Linked DNA regions of Sus scrofa: region 2 is linked to region 1. A link is a contact called in public Hi-C data. All regions are on one chromosome and are shown on one strand. Each heading gives the region's core, a stretch centred on a gene start, on an enhancer-like site or on the middle of the called end of the contact. The rest is flanking DNA. Distances are from core to core; before and after follow the strand shown.

Region 1 (4,516 bases), core at 140-2,639:
CCCCAGTCTTCTCTGCCTGCACGCTCTTCCTGCAACTGCACTGCGAGCCCCATCTCAGCCATGTTTCCTCTTCCTCCTTCCAGGCGTCTGGCCCTTGCCAGGGCTGTGGGAAGCTGCCCTCTGCCGGCTACCTGATTCCTGACTGCAGCAGCCCCTCAAGTCCTGAATTTTGGACGAATATTACCACCTGGTGGTTAAATGAGACACTGCTGCCAAACTGAAGCAGCTCAGCTCTGAGACCTGTTTGTCACAGGGTCCTTTGAAATGGAGAGAAGGCAGAAATCTCCCCCATCTGGGTACCTGAGCTCTGTCTCTTGGATGCAAGCAGATCTCCCCATGCCAGCTCGGGACCTTCAGAGAAAGTACCTCAGACTGTACACAGAAAGCTCCTGGGGGAGTTCCTGTCGTGGCTCAGTGGTTAACGAACATGACAAATATCCATGAGGACGAGGGTTCGATCCCTGGCCTTGCTCAGTGGATTAAGGACCCATTGTTGCCATGAGCTGTGGTGTAGGTCACAGACGCGGCTCAGATCTGGCATTGCTGTGGCTGTGGCATAGGCCAGTGGCTACAGCTCTGATTGGATCCCTGGCCTGGGAACCTCCATATTGCTGTGGGAGTGGCCCAAGAAATGGCAAAAAGACAAAAAAAAAAAAAAAAAAAAAAAGAAAGAAAGAAAAAAGAAAGAAAGAGAGAGAGAAAGCAAGCAAGCAAGCAAGCAAGCAAGCTCCTGGGGGAGGTGGAGGGAGGGGATGCTAAGTAGAGGGGTAGCTTGCCTGATTTGCAGGGAGCCCTGTCTCAGGCTGCCTACGTTATCTTTATTTATTTGCTTTTTGTTTTTCAGGGCCACACCCACAGCATATGGAGGTTCCCAGGCTAGAGGTCTAATCAGAGCTGTAGCCGACGGCCTACACCAGAGCCACAGCGACACCAGATCTGACCCACATCTGCAAACTACACCACAGTTCACAGCAATGCTGGATCCTTAACCCACTGAGCGAGACCAAGAATCGAATCCACATTCTCATGGACTGTAGTCGGATTCTTTTTTTTTTTTGGTCTTTTTGCTATTTCTTGGGCCGCTCCCACGCCATATGGAGGTTCCCAGGCTAGGGGTCCAATCGGAGCTGTAGCCACCGGCCTACACCAGAGCCACAGCAACGTGGGATCCGAGCCACGCACGTCTGCAACCTACACCACAGCTCATGGCAACGCCGGATCGTTAACCCACTGAGCAAGGGCAGGGACCGAACCCACAACCTCATGGTTCCTAGTCGGATTCATTAACCACTGCGCCACGACAGGAACTCCAGTAGTCGGATTCTTAACCTGCTGAGCCACAATGGGAATTCCTGCCTACTTTTTTTAGCATTTAGTGCCACATGTAGCTGCTCCGCATTTGCCCCCTTATGGCCTGACCCTTGGTGTGCCTGACTTATTAAACCTTCTGGCCTCCACAGGGCACGGACAGAATTTGCTGGTGACAAAGATCCAGTAACATATTTCCACATGTCCTTTCCTTTGCACCGCACCCAGAGTCCCTTTTGCAGATACAACAGGTAAAAGCAGGGCCACAGCAAGTGCCTCTGACAGGAGGGAGTGGGGAGTTCCCAGAGGAAAGAGAAAAGGGAAGAGAGAGGGGGCCCAGCCTGAGACCAAAAGTGCAGAGCGAGCCATGGGCTTCTCCTGGAGACCCTGAAACAGAGCCCCAGGAAGAGGTGATGACAAAAGAGAAGGCTTCTCAACCCTCACAAGAGGAAGTGGACCCAAGAGACACGCATAGAGGTCAGAGAACGGCCATGCAGAAGGAAAAACAGCAAACCGAGCTGCAGCGAGCGCCTGAGCCCTGCGGCCCAGGCACAGGAAGCGGGCAGAGCCCTCAGGACCCAAGGAGGGCAGAGCGCCAGCCTGAAGCTCTGGCAGTGCAGGCCGGACGCTGGAACCACGAGAGGAATGTAGCTGCCAGTTCCTGGGGCAGCAGCCTGCTGGGCCCTGGAGCACAGGGCCTAAGCCCTGAGCAGGTGCCTCAGCCAAGCCTGGGCAGTCACAGCCCATGCCAGGCTGCTAGCGCTGGCCCAGGCTGGAAACACGTGAGGGCTTGGGCTCTTGCACAGAGCCGGTGCAAAAACCTAGCAAAAGAGCCTCCTCTGCATCATGAGACGGGGCCTCGTATAAGGCTTAGTCCCAGGCTGATAACTACTTCCTAGACCCCTCAAACAACACCCCTTGGCCTGCACCCCGGAGAGTGGCTCAGAGAGGTGGGGCTACAAAAGGAACTGAGCGGCCCTGGGGGTAGGTGGAGCCCAGCCCTGGGAGGTGGGGGGGACTGAGAGGGAGGCGTGTCAAGGGAGGAGCTCAGATCAGGCTGGGGGTCGGCACTGGGAGAGGGTTTTCTCTGTTCGTTCTGACGGGGCACTCATTCTGCACAGGACTTTTTGGAAGTCGGAGGGAGGAGGACACTCAGAGTGAGGGGTTGCCCTCAACGGGGATTCCAGAATCTCCCGGACTCGAATGAGAGGGGGAGGCCTCTTCCCAGAAGCATCAGCTTCTGGGCATCTCAGAACCCTGGCTCAAGCCTGACCAGAGTGCCCCCCTACTGCGAAACAGGCCAGGGCCCCCATTTCTCTAAGGCCTGCATCCCTCCCTCCGGGGTGCGCCCTGCCCCTCCCTGAGTCACCCCAGGGAGAGAGGGGAAAAAAGGGAAGAGAAAAGAGGCATTGACTACAGAGGAAGGAAAAGGAAACAGCAGAGGAGGGAGGAGAGGCCACGCAGGAGTGGGTGACAGAGGAGATCAGAGAGGGCAGATCTAGGGCAGATCTAGGGCAGGGGGAGATAGCAAGCCGAGCATCCCAAAGGGCGCCCCAAGAGCAGGCCGCCAGGGGCGGGGAGCTGAGGGGGCGGGCCGGCCATGTCCCACGGGACCTACTACGAGTGTGAGCCCCGGGCTGGCCAGCAGCCACTCGAGTTCTCGGGGGCCCGAGCGGGGCCTGGGGAGCTAGGGGACATGTGTGAGCATGAGGCCTCCATCGACCTATCTGCCTACATCGAATCTGGGGAGGAACAGCTCCTCTCCGACCTCTTCGCTGTGAAGCCAGCACCTGAGGCCCGAGGCCTGAAGGGCCCCGGAACCCCTGCCTTCCCCCACTATCTGCAGCCTGACCCTCGGCCCTTCGCCTACCCCCCACATACCTTCGGCCCCGACAGGAAGGCCTTGGGGCCTGGCATCTACAGCAGCCCGGGGAGCTACGACCCCAGAGCCGCCGTGGCCGTGAAGGAGGAGCCTCGGGGGCCTGAGGGCAGCCGGGGGGCCAGCCGCAGCGGCTACAACCCTCTGCAGTACCAAGTGGCTCACTGTGGGCAGACGGCCATGCACCTGCCCCCGACCCTGGCAGCACCCAGCCAGCCCCTACGTGTCCTCAAGGTAAGAGCCGTTCGCTTATCCTCCCCGCCATCCAGGGTCTGGGGTCTGTGTGGATGGGGTCTGTGTGTGGCGTTGCTCTGTGAAACCCATCCACCCCAAGCCCCCTGCGCTCACCACCCTGTCGTGGCCCCTCTTGGCTTCTCTGGGAATTCACTCCCACCCTGATCTCCACTGTGTGGCTGACACCGATGTGTCCTGCAGTCCCTCTGGCCAGCTGACCTGCCCTGACCTCAGGGCCCCCACCAGCCTCTCTGCCACCCATCAGTCTCCACCACTCATTTCTGTGCTGCCTCCTGCTTCTTGAAGAGGAAATGTCTGCTAATGGCAGAACTGAAAAGTCAAGATAGTTGGAAGGAAAGTGTCCTCAGAGAGTGTGGGGAGGCGAATGGGAGTTTGGATCAGAGCAGAGGACCTCGTGCATCTGGCAGGGCGATGGCTGTTCTGACCGGGAGCTAGGAGCTGGCTCTGAACCCCACATCCCTCTGATGCCCCAAGTGTGCTCTGCCTACTGGGATGTCTACCCTGCCTCCACTCTGCTTCCCAGCAGCCCTCACTCTTGTCCCTCTGTTCCTTCCCCTCCAGGCCCCTCTGGCCACTGCTGCACCCCCCTGCAGCCCCCTCCTCAAGGCGCCCTCCCCAGCTGGCCCCTCACACAAGGGCAAGAAGGCCGTGAACAAAGACAGCCTGGAGTACCGGCTGCGGCGGGAGCGAAACAACATTGCCGTGCGGAAGAGCCGGGACAAGGCCAAGAGGCGCATTCTGGAGACGCAGCAGAAGGTGCTGGAATACATGGCCGAGAACGAGCGTCTGCGCAGTCGGGTGGAGCAGCTGACCCAGGAGCTGGACACACTCCGCAACCTCTTCCGCCAGATCCCTGAGGCTGCCAACCTCATCAAGGGTGTGGGGGGCTGCAGCTGAGCCCGGCTGGCAGACTGTGGGGACCCCCCCCGGGGGACCCCCACCCTGCTGGGGTCCTAGAGCCCCTCACAGGCCAAGCCAGGAGACAGAGACCATGGACAAATGGCAGCGGGTGGCAGGGAGGAGGCCCCAGCATGATGATTCTGTGGCTGAATAAAACTGCAGCATGACTAGTGG
Region 2 (4,703 bases), core at 1,510-4,009, 51 kb after region 1:
AACCTCACTACCTAAAAGTAGTCAGATCCCACTGCTTCTTACTAAATTGCACAGCATGTCCTCAGCTCCTTGTGATTTTTCTATAACAACTACGGTTCAAACCTAAATGTCTACAGAAATTTCCTTTCCATTTGTTTCTCTGAATCTCATTTGTATTCAGATATGAACTGTAATATGGTGTTATTAGCCTCGAAGTAGTTCTTCTGAGCTGTAGATGTTTTGTGTGCTGTTTAATTATGAGTAGATATCACCCAACCCTAATCCCCATGCAATTTTACCTATTTTTCAAAGATACCAGAAACATTTGTACAAGAACTTAAATAGTGGGAAGAGAGTTGCCTTTTTTCTAAAAGGAATTACAAAGAAAAGCTCTGACATATAGCTAACAAGGCTTTGGGACTGGTCCTGCAAATAGATTGAGTAACCTTTTGGGACAATTTTGGGCTTCCTCTTTTTCTTATGAAAATAAAGTCTTAGGAATTCTTAGATCCCACAGATTTAATTGTGGGGAAATAGATAGCACAAACTTATTGTGTCTTAAGATGGTCAAGGGTAATGTAAAATTCTTATTCTTGAAAAAAATATTTCCATTAAAAGAAAATTCTTCCTCTAAGGAAGCCACTTTTGGAGAGGCATATTGGTCACTGAAAGCACTTTAGGATAGTTGATAGACAGGGAATACATACTTGAGGATATTTGAAGGTAACGTTTCTTTATAGGGTAACAGTCTCTTTGGGAATTTTATCCAAAGATACTTCTTAAGGAGAAAACTTTCAGTTTAGCAGCCATTTATTAAAGTATCCACTTGGCGTTCTTGTCGTGGTGCAGCAGAAACTGAATCTGACTAGGAACCATGAGGTTTCGGGTTCAGTCCCTGGCTTTGCTCAGTGGGTTAAGGATCTGGCGTTGGCATGAGCTGTGGTGCAAGTTGCAGACGCAGCTCAGATCTGACTGTTGCTGTGGTGTAGGCCGGCGGCTACAGCTCCTATTAGACTCCTAGCCTGGGAACCTCCATGTGCCTGGGGTGCGGCCCCCAAAAAAAGACAAAAAAAAATTTTTTTTTTTTAAGTATCCACTTGGTATCCATAGTGACAGCCTAATTGGGAAATACTGAGCCTTCCTTTGTGTTAGGCCCTGAGCTAGGGGTCAAAGGATGCAGTCTTTGAAACTGCAGCATGGGGGTGAGGGGCAAGAAAACTAGGGTTATTATAAGTGATGAGGGTGTGGCTGAGAACCTGTCGTACCATTTAGTGCCTTTACATCAGGGAATAGGCAGTTTCTCTTTGAGGACATTCCAAAAAAAAAAAAAAAAAAAAATCTCCATAGGTGGCATCGAAAGAGATAATGGCCTATTTAAATGTACATGTGTTTTATGCATATCCTTACCTTGATTTGGGGTGTCTTCCAAGCCAGACTCTTCAGAGCCAGTCCTTATCACACAGTTTCATGAGATAAGTACTGTTATTACCCACACTTGACAGATTAAGAAACTGATACACAGAGAGGATCAGGAACTCACCCAGTATCACACTAGTGTGGGGGTGGGCTGGGGCCTGAATTGAGCCCTAACCAATTTGACTCCAGAACTCTCAATCTCTCTGCAGACAGGGACCACTAAGTGAAAAGAAACTTTAATGTGAGGTATAAACATGATTCCTTTAGCATGAAGTTGTGTAAATTTAAGATTTTAAGCAGCAGGGAGGAAACTTCAGTCCTGGTTAAAAGTTCTGGTATTACAAATAATAATACCAAGTTTTTGGTTAAAGCTTGTATTAGTGTTAAACCTTTACTGGCATTAGGATACTAAAGCAGCCAACAAATGAACATTTTTGGGCAAACTCGGAGTGCTTTTTTGAATGGGTAGAGTCAGCTTCCCCTTTTACATTTAGTCAGAAGATACCTGTAATTAATAATTTCCATTTAGTTCCCAGTCACTTTTTGCCCACCAGATCAACCCCCGTGCCCCCCACCCCCAGCCCCAATAGCACTTCTCTCACTTCAGTTTCTTATCTGCTTCAGAGCCCTCACTTTGGAGCCCTTGCTCCAAGAAGTGGCCTTTGTGCTTCAGCTATCCGAGGTCCCTTTGCCCTGTTTATCCTTTTCCTTTATGGCTCCAGCAGACCCTGGGGCAGGGTGACCTTATTAAAGACTCTGTGAAACAAGGTTGTCTGTCATCTCTTTGGAGACACCTCTCCCCTCCTCTGCTGCTAATTCTGAAAGGCACTCTGCTTATCCACTCCTTCCATCTCAAAGAAAGGACTGGTTGGAGTAGGAACACGTGGCCATTGCTCCCATTGCTCAGGGTCAGCAACCGGTTACTGTATGGTGATTGGGTAGTGCCAAATCTCATCCCACCTCCCCACCTTGAAGCAGCTGATCTTGTTTCAGTGTTCCGTGCCTCCCCTCTTGGATAGAGGAAGGTGGGCATATTAAAAATTGCTCATGGCCCTCCACTCTGTCTCTTTCCAACTTTGCCTTTGTTATCTTCTTAGCATTTTAAACTCACTCCCAGCTCGGCTGTTTCCTTTCCTTCTATTTTCGGGGTTCTTCCAAGCAAGCAGCTGTAACTTTGTCCTCTCCACCCAGCCCCCTCACCCGCCCCCAGGGAAACAAGGAGAGAGTACCCTCTCCCTGTGGGGTTAGGCTTCAGTGGTTGTAACCCGAGAAAAGAAGGAAAAAGGCCAGGCCTATGAGCCAGCAGTGAGCTCAGAGCGGCCTGCCAGAGGCTGAGAACCTTGCTCACTCAGCGCCTCCCTCTTTTCTTTCCCCTCCCCTGCTGCAGCAGGGCCCTCCCCCATCCGCACACACGGGCTGCTGGGTAAGTGGCAAGATGGCTCCCCTGCATGTCTCCGGCTGATCGCCGCCGCTCCGCCAATACAATAGAGCCAGCCACTACCAGCAGCCTGGCCCTCTTCCTCCTCCTTCTCCGGAGAGACCAAGCCAGCTGAATTCGGGGTTTGCCGTGAGGACTTAACGCTTATCTCTTAAAAGCCAGATCTATTTTAACCTCCCCTCACCACCACCACCACCACCACCACCACCTCCCTTTCCATTTACCGTTTTTTGGATCCCCAGTTGCTACATCTTGATTTTCTCTCTCTGGATCGGGTGGCTGGGGAGGAGGTGGTGGGATCTTGGGGCAAGGAAGGTGTTTTGTTTTTTTAATTTTTTGGGATTTTTTTGTTTGGTTTTTGTTATTTCTTCCATTCCAGAAAGGGATAAACAGCACTTCCAGGGGGAGAAAAAAAATCATGTTATCAGAAAGCAAAGAAGGGTGAGAGCTGCACATTTCCATGTATCCCTTTTCCCTACTGCTCTGGCCCACCCCATCTCCCTTCTCTTCCCCATGGCTTTCATTCTGTCTTTCGTTTTGGTTTGTTTTAATCATTCTGCTTTCCCCCTTTGTCCTTCCTGCTTGATTTCTAATTGGCCCCACTTGCCCTCTCTGTGTGGGAAATAGGTATTTTTTGGATAAGCTTTTTCTTTAGATTTAGGCAGTTGAATCTCGTGTTTCTGTGGGTGCCTATTAGCTGGGGGCACAGTTCCGATTTTCCCCTCCCCACTTCCTGTGCATCTCTCCCTGCCTGCTCTGGGGAGGCTGTTCTGACCTCTGAGTGTCAGTCAGCCTGTCGAGAATGCCAAATTTTCTGTTGGTAGTTATCAACCTGGGGAGACTTGGTTTCTCCTCTCCTGAGATTTAGGCCCTCGATCATCTTGATTTGATCCCCCCACACAGTGTTTGGATGGTAATGGGGGTGAGATTGGAGATAGAAGTTAGGGGTTAAGACAGAAAAAAAGAAAATGGGAAGGTAGTTTATCTGAAGTGAACCTCTGGGATCTATTGCCTGCAGTGGGAGCTAACTTGTGTGATTCAGTGGGGTAGGGGAGTGGGTTCGGTGTTTGTGGGGGGAGATGCATGGTGTGGGGGAGGGTGTGTCCTGACTGGGAGGCCTGCTCTCTTTATCTTTTGGAAGTTGGAATGAGGGAGTGGGAGAAACTGGGCGAAAGCCGAATGTAAGAACAGTTCCTACACCTCTGAGCAGGTAAAAGTGGTCTGGTTCTTTGAGCTTTCATACTATGTCCGGCAGTTTTCATTTTTCCTTTTGGATTAGAGAGGGTCCTTGTTGAAGCTTACCCCCTCACCAGCCCTGCTCTCCCTGCAGCCCTGCCCCCACCATTTCTCCATTCCTGGTGTGTCCAGATCCCGTTGGTCAGCAGACTTTACTTACTAAGCAGTTGATTAAACACAAGGTTGGGATCATTTGCCACAGCCCTCGTTGTTCTTTCTCGTCTTTTTAAGGAATCGGACTTCCCTTAGTTTCTCATGCAATTTGGTTAAATAAAGGTGCCTGTGGCCAAGGGCTAGGGAGGCCCTGGGGTTGTGGGCAAATCACAGTCACTTCTGAGGGACTGTTTTCGGAGAGATGTGTCTCTCCTCTTCATATAAGGGTACTCTGGCGAATTACCTCAGAACAGTTGGAGTCCCAACCCCACATGCCACAGCTTTATCCCATCTGGGCAGTGAGTGGATGTGGTTGCTGTGATCTGTGCTCTTTCCCTGAGGAAGATGGGGGCAAGGTCTCTAGTCTGATCTGAAAAGCAGCCCTCCCAATCCCACCCAAGTGATGAGGCATGGGAGTTTCCTTGACCTAAAACCTAACGTCTTGTTCTCTCTTCCCCTTGGTTCTTTCCTGCCCTTCCCT

What was found. Hi-C and Micro-C count contacts between places; a contact is called where the count stands out from the background.
Region 2: a contact with region 1 is called in a Hi-C map of skeletal muscle, with 4 times the contacts expected there. The contact joins the enhancer-like site here to the promoter of CEBPE in region 1. A contact is called at or near these places in 1 of 5 promoter capture datasets (fetal liver), 23 of 47 Hi-C or Micro-C datasets (adipose tissue, alveolar macrophages, blood and 11 more) and 2 of 2 datasets of contacts at active chromatin or transcription factors (alveolar macrophages and skeletal muscle).

Annotation. Positions count from the first base shown.
Region 1 is chr7:75,925,263-75,929,778 of Sscrofa11.1, forward strand. It overlaps CEBPE (CCAAT/enhancer-binding protein epsilon), which reads left to right and starts at 1,390. Exons shown (of 2, transcript XM_001924414.4): 1 at 1,390-3,421; 2 at 4,004-4,516. The coding sequence starts at 2,909. The coding sequence ends at 4,339.
Region 2 is chr7:75,974,627-75,979,329 of Sscrofa11.1, forward strand. All of the region lies in intron 8 of ACIN1 (apoptotic chromatin condensation inducer in the nucleus), which reads left to right. Among named protein-coding and RNA genes, the nearest start is that of CDH24, 15 kb to the right of the region's middle. Within about 2 kb of position 2,760, at least 71 of the 83 cell types and tissues checked have an H3K27ac peak or open chromatin away from gene starts, as enhancers often do. A contact at or near this core is called in adipose tissue, alveolar macrophages, embryonic fibroblasts and 7 more, where this site is marked.